Regions from separate parts of the Zeugodacus cucurbitae genome. Here region 1 is linked to region 2. A link is a contact called in public Hi-C data. All regions are on one chromosome and are shown on one strand. The core of a region is the stretch at or near the end of the contact, and the rest is flanking DNA. Distances in the headings are between cores, read along the strand shown.

What was found. A called contact is a pair of places that touch in the nucleus more often than the background predicts.
Region 1: a Hi-C map of whole body shows a contact between it and region 2, with 4 times the contacts expected there. The contact joins the promoter of LOC105210035 here to the promoter of LOC105209091 in region 2. A contact is called at or near these places in 2 of 2 Hi-C or Micro-C datasets (both in whole body).

Annotation. Positions count from the first base shown.
Region 1 is chr5:57,768,397-57,771,278 of idZeuCucr1.2, forward strand. LOC105210035 (DENN domain-containing protein Crag) reads left to right here and starts at 1,549. Exons shown (of 18, transcript XM_011180756.3): 1 at 1,549-1,875; 2 at 2,455-2,759; 3 at 2,816-2,882. The coding sequence starts at 2,459. It overlaps LOC105210036 (a long non-coding RNA gene), which reads right to left and starts at 1,291. Exons shown (of 4, transcript XR_008471444.1): 1 at 989-1,291; 2 at 80-892; 3 at 1-14.
Region 2 is chr5:57,231,511-57,234,650 of idZeuCucr1.2, forward strand. LOC105209091 (matrix metalloproteinase-25) reads right to left here and starts at 1,261. Exons shown (of 10, transcript XM_011179285.3): 1 at 958-1,261; 2 at 734-886; 3 at 354-550. The coding sequence starts at 1,134.

The DNA.
Region 1 (2,882 bases), core at 299-2,798, 540 kb after region 2:
GCTCCCGTGACCTGCTGATAAAGGATACAAAATGCAACTAAAGGGAATAAAATCAATTTGTTTTGATAACAGCTCTTACTTTTGATATCTTGGGACAGTTATGTGTGGGTTGTAAATCTGCCAGCCAAATTTTATACTCTCAAATATTGAGCAACTCAATATTCGCTGCTCATACTCTCTCTCTCTTTACTCACTGAGTGACTTTGATGATAGGTAAAAGTCCTACACACACAATTACCTTATGATTGTCTGCTGTTCTCCCTCACCCACACAGTTTTTTATTCTTGTTTTTATGTGATACCACCAAACACTTGTTAGCCAATGTTTTTTGCGGAAATTTCCTGCATCTCTTCATTGCTTTATCTTTTTGTGCTAGTTGCAGCTGTGCGTGTTGTGGTTATCATAGGAACACACGTGCGTATTTGTTCGGACCGCATGTGTACGTGAATTTGTCACAGTAGAAATTAAAAAGGCTCGGAGGTGGAAGACAATGGAAAAAAATTTAAATTTGCACATGTCTCACTTGAATTTGTCAGGTAGGTTTACGTGATAGCTTATAGCGCACATAAATTGGGTAAACCTCAAGATACTCAATAAGTCAGGTAAAGTAGCTTTCACACCGATATAATGAGCATTATGAGACGAAAACCGACCACTTAAATTTTGCACTTTTAGAACTTATAGAAGTTTAGTTGAACTTCTCCTACTAACAGAGAACTTCTCCTACAAGTTTTAAACTGCCTTGGAATGGTTGATTGTGTTTCTTAGAATATATTATTTTCGCCCGCTGATTTTCTATTCTATTATATTTTGTCTTGGGCCATCTCTTGTGATGTTCTTTTAGCGCACGTTCCTTAATTAACCGATCTCTTGATATGATTACTTACGCGTGCTGATTGTTCACATTTCGATGCGGTAAAGGAGAATTCAAAGAAAAAAAATATGTACACTTTATTAATAAAAAATAACAATAAACTTATTTACTTACTTCTTACACAATAATGTTTACTAATAATCCATTTTGCGTTCTTAATTTAACATTTATTCAGAAAGTTGCAGCTTCCAAACAGTTTCTTTGTTGCAACGAATTCCTTATATACAAAAGAGTAGTAAAGAGAACAACGATATAATCATACACGCATTCGTATTTTATATTATTTTATAGCAACAGTAACAGAAAATAATGAAAATGGAGCGCAAAAGTAATTTGTAATAATAATAAAATAATTTATTGACGACTCAACAGCGTAAACTGATTTTTGACAAATTTAAATGAATTCTGTTCGAATTATGTCAGTTCCGGTGCGTTTAGTACAGTTTATAACAGTTACCAAACAATGCAGATGACAGTTTGTAAAGGGTTGCAACGAGTAACACAAATATATTTTTAAATTAAATAAATTCTTTAATAAATTCATTAAAAATTGCAAGATATTTTACCTTGTTTTTAAATTTATAATAATTTATAATACAAATATTTATAATGTTTAACTCTAAAGTACACCAAGCATTACATTTGACATTTCCGAATTGCCACAGCTGGCAACACTCATTGCATTTGGCAGTCACCGAACCAATGGATTTTGCAAAGGAAAATAAATTCCAATAGTGAAGCATTTCTGAATTTTATTCTTCATTAGAATATTTAAATAATCATTCATTAATCATTTATTTATCAACGGCGATTAATTGTAACAGTATTTAACTGAGAAATGGTGATGTAAAACGTCAAAACATTTTTTACGCAGTGCTGTGAAAATTTTTCTACTAGAAGCACACGACGAAAAAAGGAGTACAAGGCAAAAGTAAAAGGCAGCAGGCTAGTTAATGAGCAAATTGAATCGTAAATTGCAAAGCCTAGCAAAATCAATTAAAGTGAGTTGTGTTTTTTAACAATACATAAACAAATTGTGTGTTTGTAATAATAGTAAATTGAGCCGCAAAGTAGAAATTTTCATTGGCAACGGGTGGTCTACGATGAGGCTAATAGCAATTTGACCCCGACAGCAAATTGTAGCAATACTAGAAGAGGAAGTGACGGGGCGGTGATTCATATGACAGTGCAAAGCTGCAAGGGCGAACTTGTTTGAGCCCGCTCCTTGTAAGAAACTAGATTTAAGGAAGGCGTTAACAAATATACATATATTGTACAATGTAAATCGAAGGATTTCATTAAGTGGGAAGAACAGGTTGTTGTGCGTTAATCAAAAAAAAAAGTGTTTTGACTCAATAAACAGCAATTGCAAGTAAATGCATTTTGTGTGCACTATTGTGAACGGTGCATAGCAAGATCTGATTGGATTGTGGTTGCTGTGTGTTCGTTAGTGACCAAAACAAAGGCGATGAAAACGTCAAATGAAAACAAAGTGCAATTGTTATAGATATAAAAAAGCGTTGTATTCTTAGTTACACGATATCAGTGTTTGTTATTCTGAAACATTTTATTATCTACAGCGCAATGGAGGAGAAACGGATTGCTGACTACTTTGTAGTCGCTGGCATGCCAGAACAACCGCAATTGTTGCAGGAGAATATATTTAGCGAATCTGGGCATTTACGTGCCGCCAATACTATTGAACCTATCACAGATATTGGTGTATACTTTCCGTTACTCGATGAGGAAGTGCCCGAAGGTTATGAGGTGTTGGAGACAACGCCTACAGGACTGCCTGCGAATCTCAATCATGGCTCAATGCGTTCAACAGAGTGTTATATTTATTATAAGCGTGGTAAAGATCGACCGCCTTTGGTGGATATAGGTAAATACTTATATTTTTCTATTAATGCAATAATATAATCTAAAAAATCTATATAGGTGTACTATACGATGGACATGAACGCATCATGTCTGATGCCGAAATCGTCGCCGAAACACCGGGTGG
Region 2 (3,140 bases), core at 11-2,510:
GAACGAGCTTGAGAGAAACGTGGATTAGAAACTGGGATGAAGAGAGCTTGAGAGAAACGCAAAGTATAAGTTAGGGCGTTATAGGAATCGACACAGTGAAGTTGATTCCTCACAACTCTCCTGGTTTTCCTGTTTTCTATAGGTTTATCTGCTCTTTCTTACAGATCTTACAAAAGAAATTCTTAATCGTTTTGAGAACGCAATTATGTGATCTTTTCTGGAACAATAGATTTGGATTTTGCTGGGGTTTAATCCCGCCAAGTTCTATAGCTGTTTACTTTTTCTACTTCGAGTCATTACTGGTTTGTTTTCCACGTTTACACAAACACCACTTCCCTAATAGACATATTTACTGGTAACGTAAGCGCCGTTTCTTCCAAGTAGGCGCACCGACCACAAAACGTTTGCGCCGCATACGAAAATCACTTCCTTCGCGTGACTCACTCCTTCTGTCTCTGATGCTTTGCATATAAGAGCGCTGTGTACTGCTTGTCAGATAATAGGGAGTTCCTTCAATGTCAGGGACGCCGCAGCGTGGCTTGTTGAAGAGCTTAAAAGTAAATAAAAGCTAAAATTAAAACGCTTCTGATGCGCATATTAAAGTAACGAGCTTGAAAGTGCCATTAAGTTCACTCAAGTCACACACGCTTATCAATATCAGCGGCGCTAATTGCATGTTTTATGTTGGTGTGATTGCTTTTATGTGGTGCTCGTCGTCGTCGTTTTGTGTTACCTCCAATGTTTGATTGTCCAGCTCGCCCGTCTGATTGAGCGCACCATATTTTTGTACATTCTTTATAGCTTCGATAATCGCCGACTCATGATAAAGTGATTCCGAATCGCTGGGATTGGCCTCCAAGTAGCCAAAGCGACGCATAAAACGTAACTAAAATTAGAATACAATACAATCAGCTGTGTTGTAGTTGTTCCCATTCTTATGATTCTTGTTTTGCATACAATTTCCGGTGGCGGCACTTCAATGTTCCGTTTTTCGCGCACATCCGCTTGCTGAGTAATTTCTACAGCCATTGTTGATGTTGTTGCACTTATTGAATCTTGTATATTAGCTGGCGCTTGCCGCGTCTCCCACGCTAGCATCAAGGTTATAATCAGCCAAAGCCAAAGTGACGTCATAATTTTGAAATTTATTTAAACACTTCCGTTTAGCCGCACGCACGCACAGTTCCGAACGAGGAGAGCAGTTTTTCGCAACTGATTCAAGAGTGCGTCCAGTCGATGGATCGGCGTGGTCATTTATTTACTTGGCGCCGAGCGCTTATCATCAACGCGTGCGTAAGAATATAAGTAAATTTTCGTTGTGTATAAATGTGATGGCGTTGAAGCAAGCTTGATGAGTAGAGGCGTGGCTTGACAGCGCAAGATATGTGCTAGCGATGAGGACTGTGTATGTGGTTTTAATTCATAAATCGAGTGAAACTCGCTGGAGCTCATCGGCAACCAGTCGTTAAAAATATACTATAGATTTGTATATTTTTGTCAACTGAACAGTGAGTCAACGGGCTCTCTTTAATGGGCTTTTAAATTTCTTTAAGATAAGCAAATCTTTTTATAATCCAGTAGTGGATTCTTTTAGCTATCGAAAGCAATTTTCCTATTTTAGGATCTTTCAACTTTTTGATATCGGAAGACACTAAGCACCTTGCTGGGGACTAAATCCGAAGGATGCGGGCGAAAATAAATCGAAGCTCAAAACATATATATTTTATAACCTTCCGAGCTTCAGAGCACTGTACTAAAGTTCTGGTTTGAATATTCCAATTTGATTTTCGTTGCAGCATCATCAGTCTAGACTTTATCATCGGTAGACCTATGCATATTCCACTAATGCATTGATTAATGTATGAAAAGCTCGTAGTTATGAAATGAAAAAGCCATTAGGGTTGTTGTTGAGACTATTATCCAATTGGAGGGTAACCTTAAGTCTAGTTGTCATTGAGAATATCTAAAAGGAGACCCAAGAAACGAGTTTGTTTCGGCAGGTTCGGACCATATAGAGAGGGGTGTTAGTTGAATTGAGCTCGTTGAGTTTGCAAAAATATGGGTAGTGTTATGCGGGGACTCGTTGGGTACAGAACATATGTTTGGTCTGGATATCTAGGAATTTAGCCTTCTACAATATCCAAAAGAAGCTGCGATAGGGCTATTATGGTCTCATGTGATCGGTTGTGATATCTTTATTCTGGATAGCAACTCCTTGTATTTATTCATGGCGTCCAAAAGCCATGATTTTCGTATCGACGTCAACAGCTACGAAGGGTGACTTTCGCATCTTAATATTGTGCTATCATGAGATAACCTGTATATGTAATAATCTCCTTTTCCCCTTTTATTTCCTTAGTACTCCATGTATTTTTTGCCCTTATACTCGCACTTTCATTTTCTGTGCCTCTAATATTATTATTTTTTTTTGTTGTGACGACCACTTTCGGGCAAAATTAATTTTTCGCTCCAGTGGCCCTTAGTGAGATCAAATTTAAATTTTTTTCACGCGTCCTATTTGTTTACCTGTTTGTTCACCTAAATATTGCTTTTAGTAGAGTCCGGTTTTCCCTTCTCAAGGTAATCTATGTCGATCACACCTTATGTATCATGGAAAACGAAACGCGGTCAATAGAAGAGTTTCCATACCTTTGCCACCTTTTGTGTACGACTGGATCCATAATTATTCAATGGTCATGATATGATACAGAGACTTCTTCGGATTCTGCTTACAAAAGGATTCTGCGTCAAACACTGCTGCCAAACGGTTACACGACAACCATTGATTTCTGATGAATATTGAAAGTCCGTGGATCGTTTTTTGACCGTTGTCAACGAAGTAGAAGAGTCTTCATATCACATGATATCTGCGAGATATCCGTGCCAAAAATAAGAATCGATACAAGGACTACGATTCCGATTCCGATTCAGCTGATGATAGTAATATTTCACCGCAATACTATCGCAATCAGATGGAGAAGCTAAGTACTTTTCGACCGTTTTCGTCGTCTATATGAGGTTGTATTTAAATTCGTATATAGTACGGCAATATATGAACTTGTTGATAGAAAAATTAAGCCTGAATCGAAAGTACCGTTTGCAAAGTTACCGATTTTTTCTACCCTTACCTACCAAACCGT